Linked DNA regions of Gossypium hirsutum: region 1 is linked to region 2. A link is a contact called in public Hi-C data. All regions are on one chromosome and are shown on one strand. The core of a region is the stretch at or near the end of the contact, and the rest is flanking DNA. Distances in the headings are between cores, read along the strand shown.

Region 1 (6,370 bases), core at 3,626-6,125, 130 kb after region 2:
AGTGCTCTTTGACCTATCCATGGAGGCTCTCTGAAGAAGTTCCAGTATATACTTCTTTTGACTTAGAAAAACCCCATCACTATTACTAGTGACCTCTATGCCAAGAAAATAATTCAACTGGCCTAAGTCTTTTAAGGAGAATCTAGCATTTAGGTCTTGCACGAATCGATCGATAACTTGATTATTATTTTCCGTGATAATGAAGTCATCTATGTAGATAAGAATATAGACCAACTTTGACCCCGAAAGAAGAACAAATAGGGAATTGTCAGCATTTGATGCTTTAAACTTTGTAGCCAGCAAAAATTCCCTAAGCTTGTGAAACCAAGCTCGAGGATCTTGTTTAAGACCATATAGAGCTTTTCGTAGCCTACATACCAACTGTTGACCATCCATACCTTGTTGTTCGAACCCTGGTGGTTGCACCATATAGATTTATTCACGTAAATCACCATTTAAAAATGTGTTGTTAATATCGACTTTCCTGAGAGCTCATGCAAACGAGACAGCAAGTGCAAGAACCACTCGAATTGTTGTTGGCTTAACTACAGGGTTGAAGGTCTCCATAAAGTCAATACCTGCTTCTTGTATATACCCTTTAATCACCAGTCGCCCTTTGTACCTTGCAACCGAACCATCAGCATGTTTCTTTACTTTGAATATCCACTTACATCCAACTGCCCTCCGTCCTTCAGGAAGAGGAACAAGGTCCCAAGTGTTATTAGAGATCAAATCATTATATTCTGCCTGAGCTGTTGTTGTCCAAGCGGGGCTTTGAAAAGCTTCGAAAATAGAAACAGGTTCCTGGTCAGTCAACAAAGAGGAAAAGACTTTAGGTTTGTGAATACCACTCTTTGACCTGGTTTGCATGGGATGAATATTAACTGGTACAGGTTCTCGCACAAAAATAGCAAGTTGATTTGCCAAAGTCAGTACACGAGCTAAGTTGACCGAGTCTGTATGCTGTCCTGAAGCAGCAGGTGAACACATATCAAAAGATGCAGCATGTGCTGTAGTTTGAGGAGAAGAAGTACGAACCCTTGAGAACAAAAACTGCATGGAAAAATGATGACCATTATTGACAACTATAGGAAGATGAGACTTCTAATGGTCTAATCAAATGCAAGCCAATGGAGACTTTGGTAAGAAACCAGAGGCAAAAGGATGCTGAGATTCATCAAAGACGATATGTCTCGAGACAAAAATACGACCCTCGTTATCAGGGCACTTGTAACCTTTCTAATTAGCACTAAACCCAAGAAAGACACACCTCTTTGACCGAAACTATACCTTGTGTTGTTAGAAGGGTCTCAAATAAGGATAGCAAGTGCACCCAAATACTTTAGGATGAGAATAAGTCGGCTGTAAGTTATAAAGCTTTTTATAAGGACTGCACTGTTGAAGTATGGGAGTGGGTAGCCGGTTGATTAAATGAACAGAATGAGCAAAAGCATGTGACCAAAACTCCAAGTGCATGGACGCTTGAGCTAATAAAGTGAGGCCCATGTCAACAATCTACCTGTGTTTTCTCTCTGCCACTCTGTTTTGTCCTGAAGTGTGAGAACATGTGACCCTATGTTGAATCCCAAGGTGAAATAGTTCACTCAAAAGAGACCGATATTACCATCCCCAGTTGCTTTGAAACATCTTAATAGAGTAGCCAAACTGCACTTTGACCAAGTGATAAAAGTGAGTGAAACACTTGAGAACGTTAGACTTTACCTTTAAAAAATAGAGCCAAGTATATCTACTATGCATATCAATAAACGATACATAGTAGGAAAAACTATTGGACTTCACATGTATTGGTCCCCAAACGTCAGAAACTACAAGTTTAAATGGTGATGAGTAAACTGTTTTTGAATGAGTAAAAGGCAATTTGTGTGCTTTTCCTAGCTGACAAGAGGAACACACACTAGGTAAACTATCTTGTTTGAAAAGAACATTACAAATACGTAACATATGACTTAAAACATTATTACAAGGGTGTCCCAGCCTAGCATGCCACACCATAGCAGATGATGAAATAAGCTGCATATTGTTAACTTGAGTGGAACTAAAACTCTGAGCACCAACTGACTTGGAAGGAATTTTGAACGAATCACCATGAGAGACATCAAACCTGTAGAGACCATTATGCATGCGACCCTCCAGTAGAGTTGTCCCTGTCTGTATGTCCTTCACAGAACAAAATAGTGGGTGAAACTCAAAATATACATTATTATCCCTTGCAAATTGTCCTACTAACAGCTAGTTCTTACAAACATAAGGAATGTGAAGGACACTTCTGAGATGTAATAGCCTAGACCTAACCATCAAAATAGAAGAACCTACATTATGTATGGGGACCAATTTACCATTTCCCATAGAGACTCGGGCTGTACCCGCATAGGAGGAAGGAGCATGAAGATTGGATAGGTCAGGGGTGATATGATTTGTTGCCCCTGAATTAGGATACCACGCCTTATCGATGTTGGTAGAAGTTGAACCTCGAGAAACACTCTAACTTGTAAAACCAGGACTGGATAAAATTGTCCCACAATAGTGAGGAGCAGAGTAACATGTAGAAGAAGAAGGTGAGACTCCTTGTTCATGAAGTTGATGACAATTAACCTGCACCGAAGATCATGTCCTACCTTAGAAAAATTTTCATCGAACCGATGATAACAGGTCTGAACCTTATGACTTATCTTTCCATATAGTTGACATTGTGGTCTAGAGCGTGACCAGCTCCGTCCACCACTACGAGCCCTTCCACGAGACCAGCCTCTGCTTGTCCCCTTGGACCTTACCGAGACTCTTGAAATCTGCGAGAAGAAGCTCTAGACCGATTCAAATTATCTGTACTAGAAGCTAGCTTGCAGCGGAACATAATTTAATGAGACTGTCTGTCGTGCTTCACAATCAAGAAGTAATTCTCCTAACAAGTCTAGAGAAACAGGAGTTGCCGAAGTAAAGATACGAATAAATTTATATTTTATAGAAAGACCAGATAAAAGATACTAACTTGTTCTTGTTCAGTAACAAGACTCCTTGATGCAGTTAAACCATCAATCAATTGTTGCACCTTGGACAGATATTCCTTAACCGTAAGGCTCCCTTTATTGATCGAGTAGAGAGAATGACGCATATTGAAAATCTTGATGGTGGACTTCTTTCCAAACTATCGTTCAATTGTAGTCCAAACTTTAAAACTGGTTTTGGCCATTGTAAGATGAGTCAGGATGTCATCTGTAACTGTGGGTAACAACCAAGAAGCCAAAAACTTATCCTGCCTTTTGTGAACAAGAAACTCAGGATTATCAACAAGTTGACCTTCACTTTCCGAGATAAAGGGTGAGGGAATGGACACCGTACCAAGAACGAATCCCTCAAGACCATACCCTTCAAGAATCAATAAAAGTTGATATTTCCATAACAAGAAATTATGTTCTCTAAGTTTCACAGTATCATGTTTAGAAAAATACTGAACCGTACGCAAAGAGGAATTACCAGCCCCACGGGAGTAAACAGCTTCACCATTATTTGATGAATACAAAGGAGTATCCATTGTTGGAGTACCTTCTGTGACCATGGCGGGAAAGAAAGTAAAAAAAATTATAGCAAGAACCTAGCTCTTCATACCATTTAATATATTTTCAAAACTTATTATTCAGAGAGTAGTCTGCTGACTATTTAATACATGAGTAGTGATAACTGCTTTAACAGTAAACTGACAGTAACTAACTACTGACTACTTTAAATTGCCTTTGACATATACTCATAACAGGAAGAGACCTACAAGATCGAATAGCGGTGTGGGTCAGGCAACAAAAAAGGTAAGGAGGAGGACAGATCATTCGCCGGACGTAGATGATCCGATAGTGGATAAAATTGGTCAGAAGATTGAAGATGTGGGAGTGGATAAATTGTCGTATAAGTCTATGTTGATGGGCACTTCCCCGTATGTCTATTTTCCAAAGAATGAGGATGAGTTTATACGTTATGATGGAGATGTGGTCACGAAGTTAGTAAAAGGAATTTCATCGATTGCCTTTTTTGATCGGCTTCATAAGTTCATTGAGAGGAAGATGGCTAGGACCATTATTGTCAAACATCTTGGTAGGAAAATTGGTTTCAATGCTTTACTTAATAATGTGACGACTTTGTGGAGCTCCAGACAATCTATACAACTTATGGACTTAGAGAATGGCTACTACTTAGTTCGGTTCCAAGATGAAGGAGATTTTAATAAGGTGTTGGTTGGGGGGCCTTGGGTAATATTTGGTCAATATCTCACTGCGCGTCATTGGTCACCGGATTTTTTGGCATCGGATAATGAAATGGATATCCAAGTGGTGTGGATCAGGTTACCTTGTTTGTCAGAAAGATATTACTCAAAATGCTTGCTTCGTGTTATCAAACAAGCTATAGGGCCAGTGGTCAAACTTGATACTCATACGAATAGTGGAAGGCGGGGATGTTTTGCTCGGTTGACGGTATGTTTGGATTTAAAGAGACCATTGGTGACGAAAGTCAAGATTAATGGTCGTATACAACGAGTTGAGTATAAATCTTTGCCAGTTGTGTGTTTCAATTGTGGGCTTTATGGGCATAATTTTGATCTGTGCTCAGGGAGCAAGAATAATGAATCGGATTGTGGTGTTCATGGGGAAGAATCGGTGGTTGAAAACATAGGTACTCAAAGATGTGTGGAAGAGGAGAATCATGGGCCATGGGTGCTTGTGGATCGAAGGCAAAGCCGAAGGGTACATCATGTAGAAACAACAAGGGACGATGACTCCGAAAATTGATTAGGAGGTTCACGATTTTTAGTTCTTGCAGTGGATCTAGGTGTTAATGATCACGTACTCATGACCATGGATGGAGGGAATCAGCTTGGTCAAATCAAAATGCGTGATTTAGGGAAGGATTTTAATGCAAATTTTGGAGAATCGGGACAAAAGGAATCTAATTTGGGGGAAGAAAGGGATGACTACGCTTAATGGGAAAGGAATCATGCTTGTTGGTGGACCTAAATCTGGTACAAAGGCATTAAGGCCCATTGATTTCAATATTGGGTTGGCAACTAGGAAATGAGGGAATGTGTTCGATGATGGTTCTGAAATAGGCCCAATAGATCCAAATGCTAAGGATAAGGGCTTTGATTTTTCACCTGTGACTTTTAAGTCAAATTTGGACAAAAAAAAAACATGGTGCAGTTCAGGTAGGGGAAAGAAAATCACATATTTCACTTTGAGAATCAAGTGTAGGGTTCCTAAATCCGGATGCGCAAGCAAGTGTAGATGGTGTTATCCAACAGATCTCGAGTCGGAAGGTGATGAATTTGTATCCGTATTTTCTGGAGTTCTCTGGAGTGACAATGTTTTCTTCAACCTTTTGAATTTGCATTCGTAGATGATTCATATGAGGGTTGGTAACAGACAAGGACCCTTTAAATTTTTATGTTCCATAGTGTATGCTAGCCCTTAACCAGCTAAGCGAAGTACGTTATGAGATTTTTTTTATTTCTTTTGCTGAATCCATTAGGGAGTCGTGGACTATAGCAGGAGACTTTAATTCGATATTGGAGCCATTGGAACAAGTGGGTGGGTAAGTGAGCATGCGTTGTGGATATAGTAGCTGTCTGTCTTTTCTGTTTGATAATGGCGTCCGTGACTTGGGGTTCAGCGGGCCTCGATTCACTTGGAGTAGAGGCAATCTATCACAGCACTTGGGTAGGGTAATGTGTAACTTGATTTGGGACTCGTTTGCGCTAAATTGCTCAATACGAAATTTGCACCGCCTGAAGTTGGATCATAGGCCGATTTTGGTTTCTCTCAATCCATTGCAAAATAGAGGTAACAGACCATTCCGTTACTTAGCTAATTGGTTGCTCCATGCTGAGTTTAATGGCCTTGTAAGTAACAGTTGGAAGTATGATATGGATCTGATTTCTAATTTGGAGCTTTTCAAAAAAAAAAAAAGGGTTCAAGAATGGAATAAACATGTTTTTGGGAATATTTTTGTTTGAAAAAGGAGGCTGATTTTCGGAACATGAGCATATTTGAGGAATTTTGGAGTTTAGGGATTCAGATAAACTTTGTGATCGGGAAGTGAAATTACGACACGAGGTAGATGATATCCTGAAGCATGATGAGTTGTTATGGTTTCAAAAATTTAGAACATAATGGCTTACGAATGGAGATAGAAACACAAAGTATTTTTCATAGCCGTACTATGGCTAGGCGAAAGAAAAATAAGGTGGAAGGACTTAAAATTGGGAATGATGATAGGTGTTTTGATTCGAAGGTCCTACAACATGTGGTGGAATCTTTTTAAAGAGATTTATTTTGTAGATTATTCAAGCAATGGAGCCTTGTCTAGTAGA
Region 2 (6,601 bases), core at 1,807-4,306:
CTACCTCTCAAAGGTGAAACATGTCAGTGGGAAAGAAAAAAACTCAGGTGTACACATAAGCTATCATAGTAGCATTGTTCACAAAACAGAGTCTGAAATTACCTTAACTCGGACTAATGGGAGCTTCTGCTCTGATCCATTGACAGCTTTCCTATTAGATTTCTCAATCAGACCGCTCACCTAAATCAAAAGTTAAGTTATTACTAAGAAGTTGGCAAAGGATTTTGTCCCTACCATAAATAACTAAAAGACTTAATTTGTTAAACTTCTCTATTGGATAATATAGGAACTCAGAAAGTCCAAAACTGTTATCTCATGCAAGAAAGAGACTTGCCACTTTGTCCAAATGTTCAAGAATTGAGTTTTGATCATTGGGATCAATGTCAGGTTCGTCCTTCAGCACAACCTAAATCATGAACATGAGTAAGATAAAAGAACTATTCTCAACTTCTTGCCTTTTGAAATACTTTTAAAAATAATTAAAAACGGAACTGCTTTACCTCGGTATATTCAAAGGGCCTCACTGATGTCAAAGGTATTTTGTTTGGACGATATTGATTTCCCTACAAAAAAAGCAGCAAATTATGGAGAGAAAATATAATGAAGAAACAGATGCTGATTGATTACATGAAAAATCCAATCTTTCATAGACATGCAACCTTAATTTCTAAAAGGAGCACATGTTTTGGCTTTGATTCTCCATCAATCAGTGACGTTGCAACGGACGAACCTGGTTGAGTAATGTGAAATCCCATCCCTGGTACTTCCTATGAAATTAAAATCAACCTTCAATTTTTTTTGCATCCTCAAAGGTATAAAGGCTAAGACAAAAATATTTTACACCTCCAGCACCTGAGGGTCAATAAGACATTCATGTTCATGTCCCCACACTACGAAATCAAGGAAGCGTGGTAAGAAGCGCTCATTTATCGCATTTTTAGCATTCATCTTCACTCTGCAAGCCACATTATAAAAAGATTTAATATGTCCGAATGTGAATTTACATCATAACATCCTTTTCCACTTCTAATTTTGGTCATGCATGAAATAACTCAATCAAAACACAGAACATACGTAAACATGATACACGCAGACATGGACTAGCAACAACCACACACACACAGAACCTGTTCTGATGAAGCACCAGAATGTTGAACCAATCAGACACTTCACATCCTTCTTGAGGTTCAGGTCGCATCCATTGCACGGCATGGGGGGTCTGAGAAACCAAATACAATAAACCAAATAAACAGGAATTTTAACTGAATATTCAGGAACTCAGAAACTAATGAGCTGTAAAAATGATCAACTTTAACTTGTAGAGTACCTGAAACATTCTGTTGAGCCGCTCATCTCTAATATTCCCAAGACCATAAAGAGCTACAGCAGTTGAGCCCTGCAATTCAAAAAGAAACATAAGTTTTCCAATGAAAGACAATTACCTTTCTAGCTCATATTAACAAAATGACAAGCAGACCTTCCTGATAAGAATAGGGTAGAGTGTAATCTGACCAACGCCTGAACCACCAAGAACCATTTTCCCGAAGTAGTTGACAAGGTTACATGCAGAAAGAATATCAACTGCAGAAAGGTTGTCCTGTCACCAATAAACACTTAGGAACAGAACACACAAACAATTTTAAGAACAGCAGACTTATTCACTCTATGAAAACAAGATTACCTAACAAATCAAAAAGGGAGTAAACAGTTGGAAAGTTCTATCTATGATTATCGTATCCCATATGTAGATAGACATGGGATTAGAGAAACATGAAAATTTATGAGACATAGGATGGAACACCAAAATTAGAGAAAAGGTTGAACAAGCAAGATTTATCTATAGAATGAAAGATACAGTGGGGGAAAGGCATGTTTCAATGAATTCCTTACCACTCCAGCAGGGTCATCATGGTTTCCATGAATGCTAAACACGGGCAAGCCAACATTGAAGTGAGGATCTTCATAATTCACATGCCCAAATCTGTAAAGAGAGCAATGCATTTTACAAATGAACGTGATAAAATCTGTGAACCAGCTATCAAGCAACCAATGGAAAGAGCATATTTGCATATCGGGTGCATATAAGTAAATGAACTTACTTTAATTAACTAAACAAATTTACCAAAAAAAGAAAAACATTTGAGCATAGAATCATTGATTAAATATTATCACATCACTAGCTAGACAAAAATATGAGCCTTATGACTTATGGCAAAGTACAAGACAAAGATAAGATACAATACGACACTGAAAAAGAGAGAACCATTACGCATTCTGAAAATTCACAGTCTGGTCACTAACAACTTGAAACTGCACAGGTTGATCATTAAGGCAATGCCGACGAAGAATCTCAATGGCCTTAACCAAAGTTGACCTCGAAGGCTTATTTTCATGGAAAAGATCTCCTCCAAGAAGTAAAAAGTCCACCTAATACCAAATCACAGTCAGTGCATACCAACACTAAAAGAAATTAAGGAAGAAATTCCATGTTTTAGCAAATATACCTGTCTTTCCTCCGCAATTGAACATATTTCATCAAATGATTGAAATGAATCATGTCGTCGTATTTCATCTTTCTCCATATAACCTAAATGACAATCCGTCGCTACTAGTATTCGAAGTGTGTTGCTACTATCCTCACTGCAAATTTTTTTTCCTTCAATACATAATATTCAGCCCCAAAAAAAAAACAAAAAAAAGGAGAAATTGTACCTTCTTGAGTCGGCCATAGTAATAGATTAAGCTCTAAAATTCAAAACCTGAAACAAAAAAACAAACAAAGAAAGAACTTAGTTTTCAACAGCAAGTAAATCAAATAAAAAGGAGAAAATATATTAAAAAAGAGGGGGGGAGTACGAGATTAGCTGCCAAAATAAGTGATATGAACTGTAAAAATTTTCCAGTTTTTGTATGAAGTTGAGAAAGTGAAGGAAAAAAAACCGGCGCGTAATTTCAAAGAAGAAGGGGGAGAAGAAAATGAGACAGAATTTGGGGGAGACAATAACCCGGTCCACGTAACCCGGTTCCAAGAAGAAAAGGGGTCTAATATGGTGGAGCTGATGGTCAGAAGATTCTGTTCGAGTTTTATATTTGAAATTAGTATTTTGGAGAAAATTGAGATGTAATTTATATAATTAGAAAATTAAAATTAAAATTTACATTTTTTATTTTTTATTTTTAATTTAAAATTTTTACTTCAATTGTTGACACCATTTTTTTTATGAAAAACGGGGTCGACTTGGGTTTTGAAAAATGAAACGAAAACGGGAGTCGCCACCAATCCTTTTTTTATGAGGTGTGATTGGATCACCTCGAAAAGGGGTTGTTTTTAATAAACGGTTTGATTTTATTAAAACAACAAGTTTGGTCCACGAAATTCAGAAAAACGGGTTCGACAGTCGATTACGCACGAGGAAGGATTAGCACCCTCGATACGCCCAAAATTGGTACCTAGTTGATTACTTAATGTCTTAGTGTCGAAGAGTGAAAACTTTGAAGAATTTAAAAATACGGTCCTTGTATTAAAAAGTTGAAAATTTTCAGGAAAAGGGCATGTTTCACGTTATTCGAGAAAGAGAATCATATCAGTAAGTTAGGACACAATGTCTCGAATTCCCGGTACGCGAATGAAAATACTTGTTCAAAAGACATTTAACTATCTTGGATAAAAAAGGGATCACACCAGTAAGTTAGGACACGATCCTTTTTTAATTCCCGATATCGTTTAAAACTTGAGTTTGAAAAGATTCGTGTAATAAAGTTTGAAAGAATATTCAATTGTTTAAATCAAATGAAGAAATCGCAACACAATACGTTAGGGCACAATTTCTCAAAATATTAAACATTGAATATTGCATTTATTTCGAAAGATCCTCGTCTCGAGAAAACGTGTCACATCCAATGCGTTAGGATACAACATATTGGATTCTCGATAACAAGCTTTTTATCATTTTTAAAAGAGTAATCTCGATTATTTAAATTCAACGAAAAAAGTCGGAACCCAATACGTTAGGGCTCGATTCTCTCGAAAATCTAAAATACCGAGTATTACTTATATTATTAAAATTTCTTTTTCGGAGTCTAAATAAAAATGGGTGTAATGAAATAACGAGGATAATGATGTAAGTAAAATAATAATACGAGCAATAGCATCAAAGATAAGATAAATAAAAAAGGGGCAAATCAAAATAAATATAAGCAAATAAAGTTAAAGCATTCTTTTAAAATAATAACAAAAATGAAATAAATAAATAATAAATACAATTAAATATAAAAATATATATACGGACATAAACTAAAATATGTGTATACATAAATTAACAAAATATATAAAGTATATCTTAATATATAAAAGAAAAAAAATAAATATGTATGTATGTATATAAATTAAAATATATGAAGTAATATGTATGTATTTATGAATTTAAAAAGTATAAAAAGGGGATATTTTAAACTATAAAGATTATATATAAATATGTATATATTTATGAAAATGAAAATATGTATATAGATATATAGATATGTATAGAAGTTGTAAAATATATAAAAATATATAAGTATATATATGTTACAAAAATAATGTATGTATATCATAAAAATATATGTACGTATATACATGTACCGAAATTTTAATAAAATAAATATAAATAAGTATGTAATAATGATAATAATAATAATAATAAGACTAAAAAAAGGGACTAAATTGAAATAGAGATGAAAATACTGGGCGAATTTAAAAAAATGAGAAGGATTAAGTTGCAACGCGCGCCGAAAGGAAGGGACCAAAACAGTAAATAAACCAAGAACTCAAAACGCGGCACTTTAGCGGACTAAATTGAAACAAACAGAAAACTTTGGCTAAATTGAAATAAAAGAAAATAATGAAAAGGGGGTAAATTGTAACGCGCTTCAAAGTCAGAGGGACTGCGCGTGTAATTATTCCATTTGAAGAAAACACGCGGATCTTCCCCTTCGGGTCGGGTCGATGCGCGGGTCCGTGGGAAAAAACGACGTCGTTTTAGGCTATTAAGCCCAGCCTTAAACGACGTCGTTTAGAGGGGCCTTATAAAATTCATTTTTTCTTTAAAAATTTCATTTTTCTTCCTTTCTAAAAAGAAAAACCAGAAAACACTCTCAAATATTCTCCCCTTTCGGCCATGGCCGGACTTAGGTCGCCGGTGAGCCTTCGCCAGAGTGCCACCATGTATGGCGGCCGGAGACTCAAAATCGGACCTTTTTGGTTCCTTTTTGAAGCCGACTGCCTCTAAGCCACGGATCTAAGGCCGAACCTCGTGAAAGATACACGAAAGACACAAAAACAGAAGCGAAACCACTCGGTCCTCCTTCCTCCGGCGCGGCGCAAGTACGGTTTTCTTTCCCTTTTTTTACTTTGTTAATTTAATAATTATTATTTGGAATGAAATAAAGATGACAAAAAGAGCAGAAAATAAAAGAAAAAAATCAAAACCTTTGGAAATCTTTCCTTTCTTTTATTGCCGAATGTTCATGGAACAAAGAAGGAGCGGAACCCCTTTTCTGGTATTTTCCTGGCCTTTTTATAGCCTCTTAATACACATTTTATTTTACTTTTACTACTGCTTTGCTATTTTTTCTCTTGCTTTGCGTGTTTGGTTTCCGTTTTGCAGGTGTTGCAGGCGGCAGTTGTAGTGGCAGGGCAAGTGGACGTGCGGCGGGGTGGTTGGCTAGCAGGCCCTAGGGTCAGCAGATGCGGCGCCTAGGGTTTCAGATTGAAACCCTAGGCAGATTTTTTAAAAATTGGGCCTGGGTTTGTATTGGGCCTCAGGTTTAGGCTAAGTTATTGGGCTGAGGGGTTGATGGTTGTTGGGTAAGTTAGTTGGGCTAATGTTTTTGGGTTTTGGGTCAAAATGGGCCTGTACAGTTGCCCCTCTTTGCTCGTTGTCGTGTAACGATAATAGAGCAAAGACTAAGAAATTTTGCCCGGCCTCGCCGATTCTTGACTTGTTCTGGTGCTTCTCTTCTTCAAGTAGCTTCACTCCAGTTCACTGTGTCTTGTTGCGTCGATCCACTCCACTGCAACTTCAAAAAGAATTATGACTTGTGGCTTCAATCCACTCTGCTGCAACTTCAGGGGGATGAGATTCGTGGTAAGATTCGCTATCTTCGATCTGCTCCACTACTGGTTAGGGTGACATAATCTTGGAATCTTCAACCTACTCCACTACTGCTTAGGGAAATAGGACTAATGGCTTAAATCTGCTTCTCCACTGTATTGGGAAGATAAGATTCACCATCTTCGATCTGCTCCACTACTGCTTAGGGTGACAGAATCTTGGAATCTTCAACCTACTCTACTACTGCTTAGGGAAATAGGACTAATGGCTTAAATCTGCTTCTCCACTGTATTGGAAGATAAGATTCACCATCTTCGATCTGCTCCACTACTGCTTAAGGTGACAGAATCTTGGAATCTTTAACCTACTCCACTACTGCTTAGGGAAATAGGACTAATGGCTTAAATCTGCTTCTCCACTGTATTGGAAGATAAGATTCACCATCTTCGATCTGCTCCACTACTGGTTAAGGTGACAGAATCTTGGAATCTTTAACCTACTCCACTACT

The links. A called contact is a pair of places that touch in the nucleus more often than the background predicts.
Region 1: a Hi-C map of leaf shows a contact between it and region 2, with 2.8 times the contacts expected there. The contact joins the promoter of LOC121216915 here to the promoter of LOC107903527 in region 2. A contact is called at or near these places in 16 of 34 Hi-C or Micro-C datasets (anther, callus, fibers and 4 more).

The regions. Positions count from the first base shown.
Region 1 is chrD05:61,822,199-61,828,568 of Gossypium_hirsutum_v2.1, forward strand. LOC121216915 reads right to left here and starts at 4,876. Exons shown (of 4, transcript XR_005913126.1): 1 at 3,008-4,876; 2 at 2,358-2,807; 3 at 1,520-2,178; 4 at 1-1,053. It overlaps LOC121216917 (a long non-coding RNA gene), which reads left to right and starts at 5,189. Exons shown (of 2, transcript XR_005913127.1): 1 at 5,189-6,370.
Region 2 is chrD05:61,691,284-61,697,884 of Gossypium_hirsutum_v2.1, forward strand. LOC107903527 (double-strand break repair protein MRE11) reads right to left here and starts at 3,057. Exons shown (of 23, transcript XM_016829601.2): 1 at 2,857-3,057; 2 at 2,713-2,759; 3 at 2,505-2,640; 4 at 2,270-2,427; 5 at 1,891-1,981; 6 at 1,478-1,597; 7 at 1,328-1,396; 8 at 1,128-1,219; 9 at 853-955; 10 at 660-767; 11 at 501-563; 12 at 335-406; 13 at 103-180. The coding sequence starts at 2,729.